2 separate regions of the Hordeum vulgare genome follow, and region 1 is linked to region 2. Evidence: chromatin contacts called from public Hi-C data. All regions are on one chromosome and are shown on one strand. The core of a region is the stretch at or near the end of the contact, and the rest is flanking DNA. Distances in the headings are between cores, read along the strand shown. Region 1 has its middle 7.2 kb from the start of LOC123398604. Region 2 has its middle 57 kb from the start of LOC123398604.

Region 1 (5,073 bases), core at 2,527-5,026, 49 kb after region 2:
TGCATGCCAACCTGTTGGACGAGTTTGCTTTCCATTTTTTCATGCACGTGTTGAATATCAGCCGCTCTCCATCGATGTACATAGAGAGGAAGCCTGAGGTATTGAAGCGGGAAAGTGGCCCTAACTGCTGGGAAGCCAAGGAGAACACTATCAAGGTTAATGTCCGAACAACGAATTGGAGCCACCAAGCTCTTCTATACATTAGTTACCAGACCAGTGACATCGCCAAAATTGCGAAGAACGCGCATAAGGTTGTCAATGTCCTCTATAAAGGGTGCCACCAAAATGGTCGGTTGTCCGCATATAGCGAGGTTCACATACAACTGGTCCTTTCCCACAACCTTCGCCAGCGAATTGATGGCAATCATGAAGAGGAGCGGTGAGAGGCGATCGCCCGGACGGAGGCCTCGTCTGTGAAGGATAGGCATGCCCAACACACTATTAAGCATGATGTGAAGGAAGACGTGTGATGTAAGGCCGACAACCAATCACGGAACCTCGACGGGAAACCTCGGTGCTACAACAACTCAAGCAAGTACTCCCAATGGACGAAATCAAAGTCTTTGAATATCCAATTTTAGCAGAAGGGATGGCGTGCGGGTAAGACGCGCAAATCATGTGTATGTTTTTTTGGAACCACAAACCTTTATTACTCAAAGATTAAAACGTTTGGGATACATAAAAGATCATGGGGGTTGGCCTAATCATACATGTCGCCCTTGATCTAAAGAATGAGCATACTTGGCACGCATATAATATGAAGCATAACCTTCAAAACAAAAATTGCAATTAAACTCCATTGCTCTTAACCTAATCTCAATATAATTTGACCGTAGCTTCCTCTACAACCCTCTGACACATCACTAGCGACTTGCTTAGGATAAGTTGCCACCATAATATCATGAACGAGGAAATCATCTGCAAGCGACAATCACTTCGAGAGTTGCAATGTCCTAAACACCATGAATTACCAGAGTCGACGAACCAAGGTAATTCCCACCAGAGTATCGACAAACAGTCGCACCAGTCCTTGATCTCGCAAGGCCTACATGAACATGTATTTTAGCAAATCCGATATGCAAAGCATGCGTGTAGGTAAGCATCTGCATTTGTTATGTAATCAACACAAATCATGTGTGTAGTGTACGGTCCCAAACAAGTTGGTGTTTGTTCCGCGTTTCAAAGAAAGGGAAAGTTCTGGTTGTATCCACATACCAGTGTACCCTCTATCCTCATCGTCCATTTTTCTTAAGTCGTCATCGTCCATTTTTCTTAAGTCGTCGGAGGGACGTGATCCCTCCCCACTTAAATATATTGCTCATAAAGCTGTCAAAGTCAAGAATCACCCCTTAAGCTTTGGCTGGTCCAGTTTATAAGAGAAATCAAATAAAAACATAAAAAAATGATTATGAGGAAAACCGGGTCAAAAATCGTACTATAACAAGTTCACAGGAAATGAGAAAAAAATTGATGTCTAGGAAAAGGCATGACCTAGCTAGCAGGCAGAAAGACCAACACCACGAGAGGATCCAAGTAGATGGGATGTTGACACGAGGGACCACAATACCAAGACTCGACAAACAACTTAACGCACCGCCCGACGTGCATACTGAGCCCCACGACACGACAGAGGATCATCCATAATCAACGACTGTCAAACCTTAACGGTTTGCGAATGGAAGATCCGCCATAAAAGATCAAAACAATTAGCGGGTTGGGAAGGCATCATTGCGCCATCATGAGCAAAGGTAAACTGAGACAACATCAAGAGCCCGAGGCTCACCACAACGGCAACCAGGGTCTTGAGCATGCAGGACGGAAACCATGCGAAGGACAGCCAAAGAGACGCACATGAAAATGAACACACCACCGTCAGCCCCAAACTGACCTCATCACCACCACCAAACACACCATCATGAACCATACGTAGCATCATGAGCCATCGTTTGGGCCTCCAAGATGACGCCTCGAAGGAGGTAGTGTTGTCAAGGACACAACACAGTCCATTCTTGCATCAAAGTTCATGTAGAAAAAAACATCGCCTTTTTCTTCTCTACCTAATAATAAAGCAAATAGTGTTTCTGGTCGTACGTCATTAAAATTGCCCCTGAAGTTGGCTTAAATTACCCACTATGCCATCCATAAGTGAAAAAGCGGTTTTGATTTTTTCTGTCAAAGCGGCCGTCACCTGCGGTTATTAATATCTGAGAACTAGAAGAATCACGAGCACGGGCGTTGCTTGGTGGCCAGAGCGCGTGTCTTCCACGGGGATGACCCAGGTTCGATCCTGGGATGCATCTTTTATCATCCCCTATTCTTTGTCTTTTTATAGCAACATGGGTTCATGGACCAGCCCATGTTTTATTATTTCAATATTTTTATTCTTTAAATTAGTTTGTAATTTTCTGAATTCCATTTTTTTTTTGAAAAAAATCTTCATGAAATCAAAGAATGTTTGGAAAATTTAAAAAAAGGCTTAAAAATCAGAAAATGTTCACGGATTCATAAAATGTTGATGGTTTTAAAAAACTGTTCGCATATTATTAAATAATTTACAAAATGTCTATGATTTTTTTTAAATGTTGAGAAAAACTATAAAAATACGAATTTCCAAATTTCTTCCCCATTTACAAAAAGGTCCATCGATTCTAAAAATGTTCACTGAGTGAAAAAAACTATCCATGCATTTTAGAAAAAAGATAAGTTTACATCAATTGACAAAACTTGATCACATGAACACTGATTTTCTCTTTTGATAGCAGCAAACACAAGTTCATGGGCCAGCCCATGTTTTATTAATTCATTTTTTTCTTATTTAAATTAATTCATGATTTCACAAAATTTCATATTTTTAGTTCTGAAAAAAAATGTTCATGAAACCATAGAATGTTTGGGAACTGAAACATAGGTTTGGGAAATAATAAAACATGCACGGTTTTAAAAAAAATGATGAACTTTAAAAATTGTTCACATATTATAAAATGATTCATAATTTTGAAAAATATATTCAACAAGTATAGAATGTTCATGATTTCTATAATGATCATTTATTCAAAACATATCCATGAATTCGAAGAAAATGTCTATGTAATAAAAAACAACATTGAGAAAAACTAAAAAAATCACGAATTTCAAAAATTATTCCCCAATTTTAAAAAGTTCATAGACTGTGCAAAAGGTTGTCCATGCATTTCAGAAAAAAAAAAAGATAAGTAAACATCAATCAACAAAATTTGATCACAGGAACATCATGACCATCATTAATGAGGATGGGAGAAAAGATAGGTGGCAACATGATGGGACACCGTGTTAAATAAAAAAATAGAGGATGCTCATATGTCGAGGTATTGAGTTATATTATACTTATTTGGCTATAACGTAATATTTTTGTCTCCCGTTGCAACGTACGGGCATATTTGCTAGTTCTTCCAAATAAAAGAACATTTGAATTCGAAACTTTGCAGATCAACGTCACACAATTTGTACCCACATACGTGTAGTATTAGTACCATACATGCATGCAAACAAAGAGGGCTTCATCCGTCCGTCCGTCCGTCACTGTCTGCATTCTGCAGCCGTGCTGTTGGTTCGCGCCTGGCCGTTATCGTGGCCTTTAAAGTTCGTTTACCCTTGTCCTGTCCGTTGCCGCCTCCCGCCTGCCCACACGCTGCCAGTGCCATTCCTCGCTGTCAAAACTATCAGCGCAGATACGCAAGGCTATGAACTTACGATGAAGCGGGTGCATGGCGGAGGCTGGATCCGAGGAACACGACGACAATGGCGACCTGTGACAAGAGCCGGCCGGGGGTCACCGGCTCTCCCAAACACAAACAGTTGTCGCACGAGTGACCAAAAGGCCGGATGGAACGGGACACGAAAGCGGTTCCAGGGAAAAGGAGAGGAAGATGAAAAGGAAAAGGCTGGCTGGCTGGGCTAGAGCTATTCATAGTGTGTATCTCTGCGAATTACTGCTATAATTGCTGTCGTGCTGCCCTTTTTATGCTGCTGTCGAGGCAGGCAGGTCCAAGCAGCCCACGCATCTAACTTTTCCTTCCACATAAATGTCCAAAATAAACATTCGTGTCGACCAGGCTACTCCCCCCCCAGTGATTTGATCATCTCCATTTAATTGGCTCCAAAATCAAGCCCACGAAAATGTAACTCTTTCAGGTCGGAGGCGTGCAGACTACACGATCTAGAACATTTCAGCCACTGAGGAAGCAATTAAGCAGAGGAAGCATGCATGTGAAATGGAGTTAGCTACTACAGTATTACTCCCTACATTCCTAAATATAAGTCTTTTAAGAGATTTCACTAGGGGTCTACATACGAAACAAAATGAATGAATCTATACTCTAAAATATGTCTATATACATCCGTATGAAGTCCACTAATGAAACCTCTAAAAAGACTTATATTTAGGAACGGAGGGAGTAGTACCTATGCTGTGTGCATGACATATTGACATGAACTAGAGCTTGCTTGGATGGTGCAAAGTCTTGGATTTGTAGAATAGGTATGTCTCTGCAAGTTCAGATGACACAAATCCGGGCAATGAGCTGACAAAAAGGAAGACACCCGGTGGTGGCCGGCCAAATGCCACTGTGGATTAAGAAGACAGATCCCACGGAAACTGTTTATAGCCAGGTGCAGTATATATCGATGGGAAAAAGTTTGGAGCCACAGCAGTTGACATGATCAGTGGCCATTGACAGATTCAGAGAAGCAATATGTAGATGCATAGATAGATAACATGAGCTTGCATGGATTACAATCAGGAGGAGGGAACAACCAAGACACCGGGGAGTAGACTAGAGATGCTCACTTTGAGTTATTAAGCATTTCAAATACAGGATTGCTAACAATTAATCATAGGGGCCCTAGAGCAGACATGATGCAACGGCAGCAGCAGCTTGACGATGGAGGAGGACGGCAGCGGCAGCAGCCTAGTCGCTGCTTGAAGAAGAAGACGAGGACGACGATGTGTCGGACTCGCAGTCCCATGCAACCTCGTAGACCTGCACCCTGTGGTGGAAGCTGCGATGGCAGCCGCAGGCTGAGCACTTGAGCGCG
Region 2 (5,133 bases), core at 2,457-4,956:
AATTTTTTATGAGAAAACACGAAAATAGCTTAGTTCTAGAGAGGGTTGAGCTTCATCGGTTAGTGTGCACCAAAGAATGAGGTTCTTTCCAGTCCCACAAATTGAAACCGTTCTACTTTGATACTGTGATATCGTCAAATCATTCAACGTAGCATGGAAACCATTTAGGTGGCGCTGAAAGTTGACAAACAGATGGAAGACATGCGAACTGGGCTAGTCTGTTTAGAGCTATTTTTTTGGGGTTTTCTGCTGGGTTTTAACTGGTTTTTCTGTATTATTTATTTTTCAGATGTACTCCACATTTTCTTATTCCTCTTCTGGTTATCCTTTTTGTAATTTTTTAAATTTGATAGACTGCTCGAGAGTCTACGTTAAGCAATCTCCTCGATCAACCATCCCTTGCTTGATTCGCTTGACAAAGCCAATCCTTTTCTTTCCTCTTTTCAATTTTTATTTTTGTATCGTCGTTAGGAAAAATTCATGAACACTCTTTAACATGATAAATATTTCATGAATATTTTATAAATACACATTAATATTTTTAAAACCAATTCTGTGAATGATTTTTATTAAAAATGTTTGAACATTTCTGAAAATTACACAGACATTTTCTGAAATATACTAGGACTATTTTTAGTTCTAAGATATTTTTAGCGTATTCACCCTTTTTGATTATATGAATATTTCCTAAGTTACTTGAACACTTTTTTTATTACATGATCACTTTTTAAAACACACAAACAAGCTTTTTATTACATAACATTATGCAAAATACGCTTTAAATATTATTATTTAATGATTTATCACTACGTTTTTAGTAGAACATATAATAAAATAGATTTGAAAATTAAAATGGATTGAGTAATAGCGGATCTCTCTCCATGTCTACCTTGTTCTAGTCTCCGGAGTGTATGTCCAGTCCTATGCTCCTACCTTCGCATTTGAACGTGTAAGTTTATTATTTTTATAATAATAGAGGGCAATAGGGAATACATATAATTAAATGCATGATAGTTTTTTTCCAAATTGCACATCTTTGCCAGGTTGGAGCCACTTGTTCAAATTTGTACACGGTTGCTTCACATTTCCCTAAAGAAGAATTCGTCTTCAGCTGTATTATTTTATGTGCTTTAGCAGAGCAAAGTTGCAGAAAGTAAATTATTGCAGCTTTATTTTAATCCCAATTTATCAGGCATTGGTTGAAAATAAAACAATGTAAGTTTATTCTTTCACAAGTGGCCGGAGTGACCAGACCTCTTTTAGTCCGCGTGCTGCAAGGTGCCGGGCGACAAATCGCTCACCCCTACACCTATCGGATGTGGGCGGAGTTTATTTAGTTTCCTTTTTCTCTTTTATCATTTATTTTTGTAGTTCCCTCTTTACTATTCATTTTTGCTGGAATTTTAATATGTTAACGAAATTCTGTAAAACTTACACTAATTTATTATTTTTCGAAATTATAAAAAGATTGGAAATTGAACATTTTAAACATATCCACGAATTTAAAACTTTTCTGAATGAAAAAACGGAATTTTAAATTGTTCCAGAGTTTTAGTAAACTGAATCTAAAAAATCCAAATAAAGGAAATATTCGTAAAATGTTCCCGAATTATAAATAATGTTTAGAAACTTTTAACAGGTTGCCCAATTTTAAAAAACTGTTCACAAATTAGGAAAAGTTTCAGAGTTAAAGAATACTCCCTCCGTCCCAAAATGACTGTCTTGACTTTGTACTAGCTCTAATACAAAATTGTATTAAGCTTAAGGCAGTTATTTTGGGACGGAGGGAGTACTACCTAATTTTACAGAAGCCCAAATTTCAAAAAGTATCACAAATTACGAAATTTAAAAACAGAAAAAAAAAACAAAAAGCTGGTAAGAACCAATAAATATAAAAATCTAATGCACATTCTAGAATCATCTCAAGAGCAATTAAAAACAAAGACAGAAAATATAGTAAATCGGCGGGCCTGTTTACCATGCGGGAGTTGAGCGGTACATGGAAAACCCTATTTGCCGCTCTAGGCCAACCCGTGTCGGGGCTTCGCACAGAGCAGGAGAGGGATCGCTTAGCAGGGGTTGCAGTTCCTTCTAGAGGTTTTCAGATAATTTTTTTCAATTTTGGAAAACTTCTAAGGGCTTGTTCGGTTAATCCCCACCACAAGGGGGTTGAAGGGGATTGAAAGGGTTTGAGGTGGATTTTGACTTGTTGGGGATTTAATCCCTTCCAATCCCCTTCAAACCCCTTGAAAATCTATGGAACCGAACAAGGCCTAAAGGGTTTTCTGAACCGGTTTATTTCTTTTTCATTTTTATTTATTTTTTTCTTTTCCTTTTTTCGGTTTCTGTTTCAAAAAATGTTTTAATTTAGAAAAAATGAATTTTCAAAAAAATCTTCTTGACTTCAAAAAATGTTCTGTATTTTTCAGAAAATGTTTTCGGTTTCAAAATTAGTTTCTCAAACTCAAATTTGTTTTCAGTTTCAAAAAACTTTCTTAAGATTCAAAAACTGTTCGTGCTTCCAAATTTTTTTGGGGTTTCTAAAATTTGGTCTTAGTTTCAAAATTTGTTCTCAAAATTCATAAAATGTTCGTTCTTTATTTTTTTCGTGCTTTCAAATCTGTTCATGTTTTTTAAAATTGTTCTCGGTTTGAAATTTTGTTTTCAAAACTCAAATAATATTCACGTTTGAAAATTGTGTTCGCGCTTCAAATTTGTTTCAAGTTTTTCAAAATTGTTCTCCTTATCTAAATTTTGTTCCCAAGATTCAAAAAATGTTCATGCTGAAACAATTTGTTCACGCTTCCAAATTTGTTCAGGTTTTTTAAAAATGCTCTTGGTTTCAAAATTTGTTCTCAAAATTCAGAAAATCTTCGTGCTTTAAAATTTTGTTCACGTTTTAAAAAATGTTCGGGGTTTTAAAAAATTGTTCTCCTTTTCAAAATTTTGTCCTCAAGATTCAAAAAATGTTTATGCCTTGAAAAATTATTCGCGCTTCCAAATTTTCTCACTTTTTTTAAATTTGTTCATGGTTTCAAAATTTGTTCTCAAAATTCAAAAAATGATCGTGCTTTAAAATTTTGTTTGGAGTTTTTCAAAATTGTTCTCCTTTTCAAAATTTTGATCTCAAGATTCAAAAGATGTTCGTGTTTTATAAAATTGTCTGCGTTTTCAAATTTGTTCACATTTTTTGAAAATTGTTCATGGTTTCAAAATTTGTTCTCAAAATTCAAAAAATGATCGTGATTTAAAATTTTGTTTGGATTTTTTTAAAATTGTTCTCCTTTTCAAAATTTTGATCTCAAGATTCAAAAGATGTTCGTGTTTTGTAAAATTGTCCGTGTTTTCAAAATTGTACACATTTTTTGAAAATTGTTCTTGGTTTCGAAATTTGTGCTCAAAATTCAAAAAATGTTTGTGCATAAAAAGTTGTTCCCGCTTTCAAATTTGTTTGGAGTTTTTCTAAATTATTCTTGTTTTCAAAATTTTGTTATCAAGATTCAAAAACTATTCGTGTTTTAAAATTATCCGTGCTTCCAAATTTGTTCACCATTTTTAATTGTTCTTCAAATTTAGAAAATGTGTTTTCTTCACATAATAAAAGAAAAGAAAAAAGAACAAAAAAGAAACGTAACTGGGCCGGCCCAACCGGGCGCCCCGCTGTGCGATGCATGGGCTCTCTGCCGCATTGAGCGGCATGTAGGAGCTCCCGAGGTACATGTCTGGTCGACATGGGACACGTTACGCACGACTTACACGATCCGCCCATAGTCACTAACTCCCACGTTGGGCTTTCCTTTTCCATTTATGAAAACAGTGAGGGATGTTCGTTGAGCTAGCATGTTAGCCTTAACAACTAACAAAATTGTCTCAAAAAAGACAACTAACAAAAGACAATCCCAAAACAAAACCCCAAACCAAAGACAAAATCACTAATTGAAGAGTATACCTCTCAAAGATCATTAACATCTTTTCAGGTTGCGACACGTGACGCATTGCATGTCTATAACTTGTCTCAATCTGCGAGTATTCTCTTTTTTTATTAGATCCTTTATTTTCAAAATGTTTTATCTCTTAAGCCGTGCTTTCAAATCTTGAACTGTTTTCATCTTTGGACTCCCTACGCTGAGATCTTTAAAGCTAGATCCCATGTTAATAGGTTTTTATGATTTATTTTTTCAACAAAAAACTGGATGAAAAAACCGACCGAAAAACCGTGGCTGTCGCGAAAGATTTCCATTTCCTAGAGGCACGACCGTGCCTCTCACGAAAGCAAATCTGTTCCTCTCGCAGAAGCAAAACCGTGCCTCTCGCAAAAAAAGCATGTTTTTTTCCGTTTTCGAGAGGCACAGTCGTAGCTCCCGTTTCCGAGAGGCACGTCCATGTCTCTCGTGAAATAAAAAAACAGAAAATATTTTTTTTTGTTTTCGAGTTTTACGACCGTGCCTCTCACGGAAGCAAAATCGCACCTCTCGCGAAAAAAAACAAAAAACACATATTTTTTTTGTTATTTTTTTGTTTTTGAAAGACACGGCCGTGCCTCTCGCAAAAATAATCTGTACCTCTCACGAAAGTAAAACTGTACCTCTCGAGGAAGAAAAAAATAAAACACATTTTTTTTCTTTTCGAAAGGAACGGCCGTGCCTCTCGCGGAAGCAAATCCATGCCGTGTAAGAAAAACCTTGCTTTTTAGGAAAGAATAAAAAAACATGTTTTTTCATGCAATTTTTTGAAATTCGTCCAAAACCTAAGAAAGACCGATGAAAAATCAAACCCCCGAAAACACCCAGAATAAACCCCACCTAAGAAGCTGAAAACACATGAATTTTTTTCTAAAAAGAACACTCAGAACGCGAGACATGACAACGCGACCCGTGATGACGGATGGGGCAGCACGTAGAAGTGATCATTCGGAGGCTTCCGAAGGAACGCTCGCCGAGTGGCGAAGCCAGGAATTAAAGATCAAGCGGGCCAAATGACTCAAATTTTTGATAATAGGGGCTAAATTATAATAATACATGTACTTTTCCGAAATAATACACTATTCATCTTCAAATCAGGACTAAATCAGGGATGTTAGTGTGCGTACCCCCATGAGCGCCCAATCCTCTGTTTGCGCTGGCCCGATTTGGG

What was found. Hi-C and Micro-C count contacts between places; a contact is called where the count stands out from the background.
Region 1: a Hi-C map of leaf shows a contact between it and region 2, with 2.3 times the contacts expected there. The contact joins two enhancer-like sites. A contact is called at or near these places in 3 of 6 Hi-C or Micro-C datasets (leaf and seedling).

The regions. Positions count from the first base shown.
Region 1 is chr5H:447,956,050-447,961,122 of MorexV3_pseudomolecules_assembly, forward strand. No RefSeq gene overlaps it. Among protein-coding and RNA genes, the nearest start is that of LOC123398604, 7.2 kb to the right of the region's middle. Within about 2 kb of position 3,777, at least 1 of the 3 cell types and tissues checked has open chromatin away from gene starts, as enhancers often do. A contact at or near this core is called in leaf, where this site is marked.
Region 2 is chr5H:447,906,730-447,911,862 of MorexV3_pseudomolecules_assembly, forward strand. No RefSeq gene overlaps it. Among protein-coding and RNA genes, the nearest start is that of LOC123398604, 57 kb to the right of the region's middle. Within about 2 kb of position 3,707, at least 3 of the 3 cell types and tissues checked have open chromatin away from gene starts, as enhancers often do. A contact at or near this core is called in leaf, where this site is marked.